2 separate regions of the Capra hircus genome follow, and region 2 is linked to region 1. Evidence: chromatin contacts called from public Hi-C data. All regions are on one chromosome and are shown on one strand. The core of a region is the stretch at or near the end of the contact, and the rest is flanking DNA. Distances in the headings are between cores, read along the strand shown.

The links. Hi-C and Micro-C count contacts between places; a contact is called where the count stands out from the background.
Region 2: a Hi-C map of liver shows a contact between it and region 1, with 7 times the contacts expected there. The contact joins two enhancer-like sites. A contact is called at or near these places in 3 of 5 Hi-C or Micro-C datasets (blood and liver).

What each region holds. Positions count from the first base shown.
Region 1 is chr24:58,035,046-58,042,231 of ARS1.2, reverse strand. No RefSeq gene overlaps it. Among named protein-coding and RNA genes, the nearest start is that of MALT1, 70 kb to the right of the region's middle. Within about 2 kb of position 4,526, at least 3 of the 5 cell types and tissues checked have an H3K27ac peak or open chromatin away from gene starts, as enhancers often do.
Region 2 is chr24:58,297,221-58,304,406 of ARS1.2, reverse strand. LOC102174081 (nose resistant to fluoxetine protein 6) reads right to left here. Exons shown (of 15, transcript XM_018039365.1): 11 at 5,730-5,843; 12 at 3,899-4,031; 13 at 294-480. Among named protein-coding and RNA genes, the nearest start is that of SEC11C, 45 kb to the left of the region's middle. Within about 2 kb of position 4,761, at least 4 of the 5 cell types and tissues checked have an H3K27ac peak or open chromatin away from gene starts, as enhancers often do.

The DNA.
Region 1 (7,186 bases), core at 3,277-5,776:
TAAAGTCAGGACAGGGCAGGGAACAAGCCGTTCTTAACCCGCCGACCCCGAGTCTGGAGCCCCCGAGTCTGGAGCCGTAAAACTCCCCTGCAAACAACCTGGATTGGCACTGTAAGTTCTAGGTAAGGGAGACTCTTTATTTGCCCCAAGGTGGGGAAGGAATAAAGCTCTGAAAAATAATTGTAGATGGGCCAGGAGCAGGATAATAGGGAGGAGAAGGGAGGAGGGTTCTTGTTTGTACCTTCTCCTGCCCACCATTTGACTACAGGTGAAATCAGCTGAGAGTGGGAATCAAGAGACGCAGAGACGAGCGATGTAAAGGGCACCGGGGGAGCTTGCAGGAGGGTTGGGGGAGCGTCTGTGTCCTGCCTTTTCAGCTTCTGTTGGCTGCTTAGGTTCCTTGGCTTGTTGCCCCTTCCTCCACTTTCAAGGAGCGCCCTTCCAGTCTCTGCTTCCGTCATCACGTGGCCTTTTCCTTTCTCCTCTAGCTCTCCAGATTTCTCTTGAGAAATTTACGTGCAGGTCAGGAAGCAACAGTTAGAACTGGACATGGAGCAACAGACTGGTTCCAAACAGGAAAAGGAGTGCGTCAAGGCTGTATACTGTCACCCTGCTTATTTAACTTCTATGCAGAGTACATCATGAGAAACGCTGGACTGGAAGAAACACAAGCTGGAATCAAGATTGCCGGGAGAAATATCAATCACCTCAGATATGCAGATGACACCACCCTTATGGCAGAAAGTGAAGAGGAACTAAAGAGCCTCTTGATGAAAGTGAAAGAGGAGAGTGAAAAAGTTGGCTTAAAGCTCAACAGTCAGAAAACGAAGATCATGGCATCTGGTCCCATCACTTCATGGGAAATAGATGGAGAAACAGTGGAAACAGTGTCAGACTTTCTTTTTGGGGGCTCCAAAATCACTGCAGATGGTGACTGCAGCCATGAAATTAAAAGACGCTTACTCCTTGGAAGGAAAGTTATGACCAACCTAGACAGCATATTGAAAGGCAGAGACATTACTTTGCCAACAAAGGTCCGTCTGGTCAAAGATATGGTTTTTCCAGTAGTCAGGTATGGATATGAGAGTTGGACTATAAAGAAAGCTGAGCACTGAAGAATGGATGCTTTTGAACTGTGGTGTTGGAGAAGACTCTTGAGAGTCCCTTGAACTGCAAGGACATCCAACCAGTCCATCCTAAAGGAAACCAGTCCTGAATGTTCAATGGAAGGACTGATGCTGAGGCTGAAGTTCCAATACTTTGGCCACCTGATGCAAAGAACTGACTCATTTGAAAAGACCCTGATGCTGGGAGGGATTGAAGGCAGGAAGACAAGGGGATGACAGAGGATGAAATGGTTGGATGGCATCACCAACTCTGTGGACGTGAGTCTGAGTAAACTCCAGGAATTGGTGATGGACAGGGAGGCCTGGCGTGCTGCAGTCCATGGGGTCGCAAAGAGCTGAACATGACTGAGCGACTGAACTGAACTAGCTCTCCCCACATTCCTGCTATAAGGATCCTGGTGATGGTGTCAGCTCACTGGGGTAATGCAGGATCATCTCTCCATCTCAAGGTGGTTAACCGCCTTTGCAAAATCCCTCTGCCATGTGAAGCAGCATCCCCAGGTCCTGGGGATTTGGACACCTCTGGGAGCCATTGTTCTGCCTCTCACACTGAGAAATCAGGGCAGCGAGACTCAGTGACATTGCAAAGAGAAACCTCTATCATATGGAAATCTTTCTATCACATCAGTTTCTCTAAGTCCAAGGACTGTGGACCATTTTACGTACGAGTTGCCCTTGTGGTTCTGAAATATGAAGATGGGACCTACGCTTCTCCACATGCTCCCCACCTTCGGGGCAAGGGAGGTCACAGCTGGGGCTCTCCTGAGCTAGGGGTGGTGAGACCCTAAAGTTGTACACACGTCTTCCTCCAGAAAGCAGGGTGAGCCTTTGAAGTCCAGCCTTCCACGGAGTCTTAACCACTGGACTGCCAGGGACGTCGCAAGATAAATATTCAAAGCATCAGAGGCAGACAGGGCCCCCTGGGAGAGAGCAGGCGGGGCTTTTATTGTTCCAATTATTTTTTTAGTACCCAATATCTGCTGAAACACTTCTCTCAAAGTACATTCAAATATCACCTACTTGTACCTACACATGAAAGCAGGCCTCGATTACAAAAGATAATTAACAGGTAACAAAGGGAAAATGGAAACTGTGTTCACAAATGCCTTGGCTAAAAACCAGTCGCCTCCTGGGCACTGAAGGCTGTAGGTTTTGGTCTGTGAGTGTAGCTGGGTGATGAGGGAATAAACAGACGTAGGTCGTCACCAGTTAGAGTGGCGGACAGGTCCTTCCACGCCGCCGGTGCCTGTGCCAGCGAAGTGGGTGGAGGTTGAGGGGGAAGGTCAGAGAGACAGAGAGGTTAATTAAGCTCATCGTTGGCTCAGCTGCCTGGCGCAGGTGAGTACTTTCAAACCTTTTTTTCCCACCACCTACCACTAGTTTGAAATAAAAGAGCCAAAACGTATGAGAGCAAAAACAAAAGAAGTGCAGGCGAATCAGTTCCGAAAAGCATTCGGCATTCCTTGTTCTACTTTTTCTTTTGGCGCTTTCGGATCCAAGGATGACACGACCTCCTCGCCAGATGTTCTCAGGTTCAGATCCCTTCAAGAGCTGGCAGCAAAGGCAAGTGGGAAACGGACGAAGGGCCAGGCCTCGGGAGGTCTTCCCGCTGGAGGGTTAAAGCATCCTGGATGTTCTGAGATGTTTTGGCAACTTTTTTTTTTTTTTTGCACTACGGCGGAAATGGAGGGCACGTGTTGGAAAGAGGTGGTCTGGCTGGTGAGCGTGTGCGTGAATGCCCCGTTAACGTTTTTTATGTGCGAATTTACCAATCCAGATTAAGGGCGATTGGAACTGGTGGTGGTTCTGACCTTATTCAAAGATGGGAAACTCACCCTTCCCCAGGCTTCTCGGCTTCCCTGAGCCAGAATTCCTGCAGTTCTCTCTTAGACACTGCACTTCACCCCCGTCAAGCCAGGCAAAGCTGAGGTCACTAGCCAGTTACCTGGAGCTGGTCTGAAGTGTCCAAATGCAGGCTCCACCATTTTCTTCCTCTGTGACCTTGAGCAAGTCCAGCAGTCCTGGGGGCTCCAGTTTCCTCCTTTGTGAATCGGACACAATACCTCCATCCATCACAAAAGCCTGAATGAGAAAAGCAGCTGACATTGTGTCAGGCTCACAGGACCTGCCTAAATACTAGCTGTTGTTATTATTGGGGATTCAAATTCTGTCTTGCTCACTTTGGAGCTCATCAAAGGCCAAGGACCCTGAATGCATCTTACGGCTTAAAGTGTTCTGCCATTTTAGTTGCCAAGTCGTGTCTGCGACCCCATGGACTATAGCCCGCCAGGCTCCTCTGTCCTAGGATTTTCCAGGCAAGCACATGGGACTGGGTTGCCATTTCCTTCTCCAGCGGATCTTCTCGATCCAGGGATTGAACCCTTGTCTCTTGCACTGACAGGCCGATTCTTTATCACTGAGCCACCAGGGAAGTCTAAAATGTTTTGGGGGCACAATTATCATCACTTCCCATTGACATTCCATTTACGTACTGTACAGATTATTTTCAGAGTGATATTTGAGAGGATTTTGAATAACTTGTGGGCTTCCCTTGTGGCTCATTCCCATCTGCCTGCAATGCGGGAGACCTGGGTTGGGAAGATCCCCTGGAGAAGGAAATGGCTACCCACTCCAGTATTCTGGCCTGGAGAATTCCATGGACTGCATAGTCCATGGGGTCGCAAAGAGTCGGACACGACTGAGCGACTTTCACTTTCTTTCACTTTGAATAACCTTTGGTCCTGTTTCTGAACGTGGGCAGGGATCCCTTTGGGGGTGCTCCCCGTGACTCCCAGTTGAGTTGTAGGTTTTGTCCGGCTAGTGTCTGGGGAGGGCTGGGGGCAGATGAGACTGAAGTGGACAGGAAACCCCCACCCAGCCCCTCGAGGCAGAGGGGTCTGGAAAGTGCGTAGGTGTACCATAGCCTGAGAAGCCTCTGGGTCGCACCTTGGAATTCCTCCTTTCTCAACAGAAGCAATCTCCAGGTCTTGGCCTTTTCTCTGACTTTCACCATAGCTGTGCCTCGGGTTCTGTCCATGAGAAATCACAAACTCTAGAGTGGGAGCATTCTGTGCACACTGGCCAGTACTGAACGGTGCCCTTGAAATGGTTTAGACGGGGATGCTCAGGGTTAGGTATATTGGATCCCAGTTATGTGAGTGCTAGGTGGCTTCAGGCGTGTCTGGCTCTTTTTTGACCCCACGGACTGCAGCACCAGAGTCAAGCGGTGAGAGGTCAGGAGGGGCATGGCCACTGGCAAGGCCTCATTGTGGCTTGGCCGAGTGGCTGCAAACACCGCTGCTCCGCTGCTCCAGCAGCCCTTCCCGAGGCTCCGGCCTTCCCTGTGCTCTGGGCTGCAGCAGGAAGCAAGCTCGCAGGTTGTAAAAAACCCACGCAGAGTGAAGGACAAACGAGCCTGCGCTGCCCTCTGCTGGGCTCCCGGCGCATACCCACCACTGGAAGGACTGATGCTGCAGCTGAAGCTCCAACACTGGCCCCTGATGGGAAGAGCTGACTCGCTGGAAAAGACCCCAATGCTGGGAAGGATTGAGGGCAGAAGGGGACAACAGAGGATGAGGTGGTTGGATGGCATCACCCACTCGATGGACATGAGTTTGAGCAAGCTTCGGGAGTTGGTGATGGACAGGGAGGCCTGGGGTGCTGCAGTCCATAGGGTCGCAGAGTCGGACACGACTGAGCGACTGAACTGAACTGAACTGAACTGAACCCACCCAGAACTCAACAAAACAAAGTAAGGCCTGGTCCAGAGAGCTGGGCAGGCCCCAGAGGACGGTGCAGACCCGGAGTCCTTAAAGGGGGCTCCCAACCCCTTCAGGCCCGCTGGTCGCTGCTGCTCAGGCCCCAGAGTTTCTCACTGGGGTCGGATCCCTCCTCTGAGGGTGCAGCGGATGTCACCACCAGCGAGCCGCCCCGGCTCTCCCCTCCTGGCCGGGAGCGTCAGCTGCTCCCCTGCTGGGGAGGGTTAGTCACTAAGTCTGTCGGTCTCATAGGCTGTAGCCTGTCGGCCCGTTTGCTTCTCCAGGGGGATCTTCGCCACGAGCTGTTCGTGTGTTTTGGACCCGATTAGGTTGAAGTGAGCTGACAGTAGTTTGTGATCAGCGGGGGAAGGTTTGAGTTCATTTCTGTGTGACAAGGTAGAGGGGACCCCCGGGAGGTGCGTGGTTGGGCTACCAGGAACGGTCCTCCGTCCGGGAGGAGCGGGCCAAGGAAGCGAGAGGAAAGCTGGGTCATCACGGCGGAGCTGAGCGTACGGAGAAGGGGGAGAAGACAGAGCGTGTGAGCGAGACACGGGATACAGAGCTGGCTGTGTTATTCAGGACGAGGGGAAAGAACGCATGGTTAAAAATCCTCTCTTAGAAATTTTTTGGGTCACGCCGTGCGGCTTGTGGGATCTCAGGACCCCGACGAGGGGCTGAACCCAGGCCACGACGGCCAAGGCGCCAAATCCGAACCACTGGGCCACCAGGCACCTCCCTGGAGACAAGCTTCTGTTTCAAATGTTGAGATCCCCTCCGTTCTGCCGTTTCTCTAGAGACAGTGAGTGTCTGGGCCGGCGGGGGCGCGCGTCCGCCTTGGGGCCAGGAGGGGGCGCCCGAGACTGACAGCAGCCGGGGAGCGGCGGCTCGGCTGGCTCCGCCCGCGCTGCTCCGGGTCCTTCCCAGGCCGCTCGGGGCTGGAGTCGGAGCTGCCATCCTGTGCGGGTTCCTAGAGCTGTCACGACCCATTTTCACCAGCTTGGCGTCATGAAACAACAGAAATTTATTGTCTTCCAGTTCTGGAGGCCAGAAATCCAAACTTCGTATCAACGGGCAGAAAGTGGGGTCTTGGCGGGGCCGTTCTCCCGTGGGAGAGTCTGGAGGGCACGCCTCCCCGTGCGTCTGCAGCGTGTAGGGCGCGCGCTCAGCTTGCGGCTGTGCCGCGCGTGCCCGCCTCCACCTCCACGCGGCCTCCACCGTTCCTTGTCTTCTTTCCCGCCCCTTACACGCACAGACACTTGCCACTGGGGTAGGGACCGCCTTCATCCAGGACCATCTCGCGTCCAGATCTTTTTGTGTGTGTGTGCCTATTTTATTAAAAAAACATGTTTCGGCTGCACCACGCGGCTTGCAGGATCTTAGTTCCCCACCAGGGATTGAGCACAAAGGATTGTGCTTTTCCTTAGCAGTGAAAGCACAGAGCCCTAATCGCTGGACCACCAGGGAACTCCCTCCAGATACTTAGTTATATCTGCTAAGACAACATTTCCAAATAAGGTTGCAGTCACAGATTCTGGGGGATTAAGAGATACATTTGGCGGGGCGGGGTGGGGGAGGGGGCGCTATTCAGCCCACTACACCTTTCTTTTGTCTGCAGTTTAATAACCTGGTGGGTGACCTATGTTTTATTTTTACTATATGCCTGCTCATGCTTTTATTGGGTGACCTTATCTAATGCTTACTAATACCCCTGAGTATTCAATGGAAGGACTGATGCTGAAACTCCAATACTCTGGCCACCTGATGTGAAGAACGGACTCACTGAAAAAGACCCTGATGCTGGGAAAGATTGAAGGCAGGAGGAGAAGGGGACGGCAGAAGATGAGATGGTTGGATGGCATCACCGACTCAACGGACATGAGTTTGAGTAAACTCCAGGAGTTGGTGATGGACAGGGAGGCCTGGCGTGCTGCAGTCCATGGAGTTGCGAAGAGTCAGACATGACTGAACAACAAGAACAAGGAGCCCTGTGGCAGATGGTACTTGGGAGAAAAGTGAGGCTTAAGAGATGAGAGGGCTGCAGAGCTGGGCTTTGAACCCAGGGGAGCTGTCCTCTTGAGCCTAAGCCTTTTAATTTCATGCTGCCTCTTCTTGGTGGGATCACGTCTCTACCAGGAAGGCTGCTGCGGCTAGAAGCATCAGAGTGGCTAAGGAAATCAGCAGTTTTGTGGAGGAAAGTGGGACTGTATCTTCTCAGCTTAAGCCCTATAATCCCAGAGCAAGCCTTGTCACCAGCATCGTCACAGAGGGTGCAGAACGCACAGCGTGGGGAGGACACCTCTG
Region 2 (7,186 bases), core at 3,512-6,011, 260 kb before region 1:
GCTCAGTCATGTCCGACTCTTTGCAACCCCAAGGACTACAGCCCACCAGGCTCCTCCTGGGATTTGAGGGGTGGAAAATCATCCATGGGATTTTCCAGGCAAGGACACTGGAATGGGTTGCCACCTCCCTCTCCAGAATATACGGGTGGGTTTCCCCAGATATGTAGACAAAGGGTGTTTTTGAGTCCCTGTCAGTCACTCACCGGTCAGCACTCGTCCGTGTACATGTTCTCACGTCGTCGCCCTTAACAGACCAGCGTGTGCGCCCCATGCAAGCCCCACGCTGCACCTACCTCCGTAGCCTTCCTGACATGCAAACAGGACCCAGCCCACGGCCGCCGCCCACAGGGTCCGGTGGAGGCCTTGGTAGATGGCAGCAGCGCCGGACGAGGTGGGGGAGATGTCATCCACCATGTAGGCCAGGGCGACCACTAGCAGGAGGGTCGACAGGGCGCACCCCCAGCCCAGCAGAGCCTGCCCCTGGGGGAGAGGAGAGGCCCGGCTCACAGCCCACCCTGGCCACGCCGCGTGTCACCCCCGTTACCCTGACATCCTGTGTGTCATCAGTCACTTTCAGGCTCTACTGGTGAACCTCAATCAGGGCCCAGACTGGACTGGAGCAAAAGTTCAGCTTAGTAGCTACGGAGGGTGAGGGTGGGGGCGGGGCGGGGCCAGTGGGGTGTGTGGCCCTGTACACGAGGGTGACCTTTGTGGTGTCAGGGGAGCTGTGCACCTTGATGGTAGTGACGGTTACACAAACCTACAGGCTTGATAAACCTGTACAGAAGCACACAGGCGCGTGCGCGTGAAACGGGTGGGCCTGCGGCCGATGGATCGCATCAGCGCCAGTGTCTCCGCTGGGATCGTCCTGGCAGAGAAACGAGGGTCAAAGATTCACAAGGTCGCTACTACTGTTGCAGCTTATAGTGAATTTTGAATCGTTTTTACAGTTAAAAGAAGAAAGAAAAGGTAATGCTCTAGTCGCGCCCCTCACCACTCCGAACCTCCCACTCTGTTCCTCAACCAAATAGGGCTCCTGGATTGTTTCTGCCCCCATAAATGTAAGAGCCCCCCTCACACAGCCCACACCTGGGCCGCGCCCATCCCTGGGGACACAGCAGGGCGGAAGGAATGGGAGGACGGAGGCGTGCGTTTGGAGGAAGCAGAGGGGCTTTCCCTGGTTGCGCTGAGCAGGAGCTGCTCCTGTGTGGGGGCCTCTCCTTGCGGGGACTTCTCCTGTGGAGCCCATGCTCAAGGCACACCGGCTTCCGGTGTCCTGGTGCCCGGGCTTAGCTGCTCTGAGACATGTGGAATCTTCCCGCACCAGGGATCGAACCCATGTCCCCTGCATTGCAAGGTGGATTCTTAACCACCGGACCACAGAGAAGTCCCAACGCACCTCTGAATGGCCTTCTGTTAGAATACAACCTGATCGTGCATTTTCAAGGGAGCACCATAACTCCAGCCTACAGGAAAAGTCACGTGGCCCCTGTGGGTCCATTGCTTCCCATGACGCCCTAGCTCCTGTTCCTGCTATGAGAAACACATGGCTTTCCAAGGCCCAGGGCCTCATCTCTAGAACATTTAGATGAGGCATCCACAGGACTTCGACAAACCAAAGGAGGACCTAGCAGAGGGGATCTGGGGTCAGCACCGCCCCCTAATAGTGCAAGGGAATTCTTGACCCTTCTTTCACCGAAAAGCAAATTATCCTCCATTCATTTAATGAGTGATTGCAGAACCAGATGCTAGAAATTCAGAGGTGTGTAGGAACATGTTCTGCCCTCAAGGTCTTATGGATCAACAAAAGTCATAAGAATAGGTTTTGCACGAGGCAATGCCAAAGAATGCTCAAACTACCGCACAATTGCACTCATCTCACAAGCTAGTAAAGTAATGCTCAAAATTCTCCAAGCCAGGCTTCAGCAATACGTGAACTGTGAACTTCCAGATGTTCAAGCTGGGTTTAAAAAAGGCAGAGGAACCAGAGATCAAATTGTGAACATCTGCTGGATCATGGAAAAAGCAAGAGAGTTCCAGAAAAACATCTACTTCTGCTTTATTGACTATGCCAAAGCCTTTGACTATGTGGATCACCATAAACTGTGGAAAATTCTGAAAGAGATGGGAATACCAGACCACCTGACCTGCCTCTTGAGAAATCTGTATGCAGGTCAGGAAGCAACAGTTAGAACTGGACATGGAACAGACTGGTTCCAAATAGGAAAAGGAGTACGTCAAGGCTGTATATTGTCACCCTGCTTATTTAACTTCTATGCAGAGTCCATCATGAGAAACGCTGGGCTGGAATCTTGATTCCACAAGCTGCAATCAAGATTGCTGGGAGAAATATCAATAACCTCAGATATGCAGATGACACCACCCTTATGAAGAAAGTGAAGAAGAACTAAAGAGCCTCTTGATGAAAGTGAGGGGAGAGTGAAAACATTGGCTTAAAGCTCAACATTCAGAAAACTAAGATGATGGCATCCGGTCCCATCACTTCATGGCAAATAGATAGGGAGACAGTGGAAACAGTGTCAGACTTTATTTTTTGGGGCTCCAACATCACTGCAGATGGTGATTGCAGCCGTGAAATTACTTATTTACTCCTTGGAAGAAAAGTCATGCCCAACCTCGACAGCATATTCAAAAGCAGAGACATTACTTTGCCAACAAATGTCTATCTAGCCAGAGCTATGGTTTTTCCAGTAGTCATGTATGGATGTGAGAGTTGGATTATAAAGAAAGCTGAGTGCCGAAGAATTGATGCTTTTGAACTGTGGTGTTGGAGAAGACTCTTGAGAGTCCCTTGGACTGTAAGGAGATCCAGCCAGTTCATCCTAAAGGAAATCAGTCCTGAATATTCATTAGAAGGACTGATGTTGAAGCTGAAACTCCAATACTTTGGCCACCTGATGCGAAGAACTGACTCATGTGAAAAGACCCTGATGCTGGGAAAGGCTGAAGGCAGGAGGAGAAGGGGACGACAGAGGATGAGACGGTTGGATGGCATCACTGACTCGATGGACATGAGTTTGGGTGAACTCTGGGAGCTGGTGATGGACAGGGAGGCCTGGCGTGTTGCGGTCCATGGAGTCGCAGAGTCAGACACGACTGAGCGGCTGAACTGAACTGAGGCTAAGGTAGTGCTTTAGATAGACTGCCCTGAGGGTGGATTTGAGATCAGACTAGAGGCAAGAAAACTAGTGAAGAAGTCCAGCTAAGAGATGAGACGGGCTTGAACAAGGTGAGGGGCAAAGGCCACGAGAGGACAGTAGGAGAAACAGCCCCGGGGGTGGGTGACCGGACGGGGAGGGAGGGCGACAGGCAGGAGGCATCCAAGATGAACCCAGGTTTCTGGCTTGACCTATGACCTTGGATGGTGAACCAGACTGATTACCCACAGGGAAGTAACCCCATCTGGAAGGTGAAGTGACAGCTTTCTAAATACCGCACAACCTGATTCCCAGACGGAACCATCAAATCTGACCAAGAATCTTATTTCTAGGAGCCAAAGAGCTTTTGCTATTAAAGAAAAGCCAGCCTACATCACCATGACCTTCCAGAAGAGTGGCTTGCCCTTGCCATCTCACCGGGTATGTTTTCCCACATCAGAAGTTTCTCTGGGTCTGTACCAAGGCTCCAATGGGTGGGACCCGGCTGGGTGCTGGATCTGGGGCTTTCTAAGGGGAGCTCAGTGAGGAAAGCAGAGAATCAGGGAAGAAGACAAGGTTCCTCTTATTCTCTGGCATCAAGAGCCGTTGCTGACACACCACAGCACAGTCAAGTGCCCGAAAGTCTGCCTCCTGCCCAGGGCTTTGGAAGAGCCGGGCCAAGGGCAGTCTGACCCCAGGTGAACCTGGTTCCTACAGCGTGGCATGGGGAAGCCACGTACCTTGGTTCTGAGAACGTTTGCCTGGTGGTCTGGGTGCATGAAAACGCTCAGTAAGAGGCCCACGAGGAACGGCCCGTACCGACAGTAGGGCTTCGTGTAGTACTCCACGAAATACAGTCTGGCTGCCTCTTCCCTGAAAAACACAAGGACGTGAGGCCAAAGGCTGCATCTGATCTGGACATGGATCAAGCAATCTCTCAGACGTTCACTGGGGCAATCAGCAAAGCCAAAGACACTGGGAGTACAGGAGTTCACGTCTTCAGTGATGGTCTGCAGACAGCACCCTCACGATCCTGCCTTGGGCCATGCTGGTTTCTGAAATTCCAAACTCCCTTGGGGCCCTCCAACCTGGGACCCAAGGAAATGTGATGACTGCCTTCTTTTAAAATAGCTGTTTCCAGTGGCTGGCATGTCAGGATAGCTCTAAAAACATGGTTCCCAGAAGTAGACCCCTTCTTAAAGACGTGAACCTCTTCGTGGAAGCTCTCACAGAATTGGGTGGCTTGGGCCCCAGCCCTGGAGACTCACATTCAGTTGGCCCAGGGTGGTGCTTGCTGGAAGCATCGGTGAAATGTCAATCCCCACCCCCATCCCACCGCCCCCAACCCACAGGTGACTCTCATTTGCGTCTGCGGTTGAGAACCACAGGCAAAGCAGGAGCCAGCCTCCTTCTCGCCCACCCAGCTGTGCGCACAGAAGCTGATGACGTGGTGGAAGGGCATGGCGCCTCTCCGGTCTAAAAGCCCGGGGTGTGCTCAGTCACTCAGCCACTCATCTGTTCCACGCGCAGTGCATCCTGGGCACTTTTTCTTTTCTTTTTGGCCATCCTGTGCGGCATGTGGGATCTGAGTTCCCCGACCAGGGGTCAAACCCTTGCCCCCTGCAGTGGAAGCATGGAGTCCCACCCACTGGACTGCCAGGGACGCCAGTCCCTTGAGCACTTCTGTGCCTCACACGGCTCTGGGCTAGTTCACCCTGGGAGGTCTGTGAAGGCTACTCTGAGACATGTACAGACGCCTGTAGGGAGCGGAGGAGCTCGCCTCGCCCATATCTGGATTCTAGAGGAACAGCGTTCTCGTGTGAGGGAGCAGCAAGTTCGAGGGCCCTGAGGAGGGAGCCTGTTGGGTGTGTGGAGGGAAGGAGGCTGCTGAGACTGGTCCAGAGTCAGCGGATGGGGGAGAGACAGACGAGGCCAGACAGGGATTCTGCCCCGAGAACAATGGGAGGATTGAGCAGATGACGGACAGCATCCGGTTTCCACCTGCATCAGCCTGACTGCTGCACGGAGAACAGATGAGCAGGAAATCTCACCGGTTTTTCCTGCAGAAGACTCAGGTGGTACCGAGAAAGAACTGCTACACATACCCTGTTGGAAAGGCAAACTAGCGCAGTGGTAAGGTCCTAGGTTCAGCTCACACCTGTGCCACTCACTAGGCATGTGACCTTGAAGGGGCAACCCCAACTTCGTTAAATTTCTGTCTCTCCATCCCACAATAGAGCTTCCAAGCAGCAGTTTGCCACTGGAGGAGAAACGCCATACAGCCACGTGGGGGCACCCCTTTCCTCCCAGAAGCGTTTCAGTGGGCAAGAGTGAGCTCCCTGTGTTCAGAGCAGATTCCCAGCGCCAGCTGAAAAGAGTCAGAGGTTTGGAAACAAACACACAATGAACTTTCCCATCCAGGCCGAACAGTTCCTGCCCACATTTCCGCAGGAGCCTACGTGCACAGGGCTAAAAGCCTGGCATCCGCTCAGCAGCCCTGCCTGGGAGGTCCTGGCTATCCTGAGGGGAGGTGAGGGACAGAGCTGGTGGGCTGGGAAGCGCGGCAGTTACCTGGCTTCTGACGGAGCTGCCACCGGAAGGTTGTGAGCCAGTGTGAGCAGAGTAGAGGCAGTGCAAGATGCCAGGAGCAGCGTGGCCCCGAGCAGGATGAGGGCACGCTGACTTCTGCAAAGAAGAGAGCACGTTCACTTTCCTTCTCACTCTGGGGCTACCGAAGGCTGGCAGACTTGGCAACCAGAGGTGCTTCCTGCCAGCCTGCCTTTGAGAGAGGCTGGCGTGGGGCCAAGTGTGTCCAGAGCTGGGCTGGAGTTAAAAAGCTTGAGTTAGACTTCAGTGTCGAGCACTTATTAGCAGCCCAATCCTGAGCAGTGAAATCCTTGCCTTAGAATAGCTTCATCTTCCTGCTGAAATTTACCGTGAGGAGCCCGTGCTTGGGAAAGTCCCTTGCCACCCAGGAAGCACTAGAGGGACTGGAGTGGAGGGACTCCCTGGGGGTCCACTGGTTAAGACTCCGTACTTCCACGGCAGTGGGCACGGGTTCCATCCCTGGTCGGGGAACTAAGATCCCACATGCCGCTAGGTGCGACAAAAAGAAAAAGAAAAAGTAATAATCAGAATAAAAATTAAGAAGTGGTGATCGATTCAGGAGAGAGATGATTGGCAGGCACAGGCGAGACACAGTAGAGGGGGCAGAGTAACAGGGAGACCCGGGGATCCTCCCCCCAATCCGAACGCAAATCTGACCAGTGTCAGGGTTCAGGTGGCTCATGTGGAGGTAAGAATGAGGGCAGGGGTGGGGGACAAGGAAGGCCAATGCAAGGCACTATCACGGTGGTCAATGCTCAGTTCTTCCAGAATGTTCTGTGGAGCCTTCTGAAATGCACCTCAAAACTGTCCTAAGGGGGTGAAAGAAAGAAGCATTTTCCTACCATCTTCTAGCCCCCTTGGGTCAAAGATGGCCCCACAAAATTAATTCCTCCAAAATTTGGGACTCTGTATGTAGGCTGAGAGGGTTCGGTTCTGAGGCAGGAAATGAGGTGTAGGGACAGAGGCTCAGGGTGAGACAGTATCTGGTTATATCTACTGGGAATCAGGTGGGTTAGGACCAGGAGGGTCTGCAGTGGAAGAAATGCCCAACACAGATGCCAAACCAACCAGGCACAACCCTGCCTTTGGCGATCCTAGTCCAGTGCTGAAGTTGCCATGGTTCCTCGTGAGGAGGAGATGAGATGCCATTCGCTTCACACCACAGTGACTTAGGGAGTGAATCAGCATCTAGAGGGCCAATTCCAGTTCAGTTTGTGCTCAGGAGCAGAAGAGGCGTCTTAGCTCAGTGGTACAGTAATTGACTAGTAATGCCTGCCATGGATGAGTGTGGGCAGGGCAGGTATGGTAACCATTCTCTACATTTACCATGTCTTATTTTTTTGGCTGAACCATGGCTCGGTGGTAAAGAACCCATCTGCCAATGCAGGAGATGTGAGCTCGATCTCTGAGTAGGGAAGATC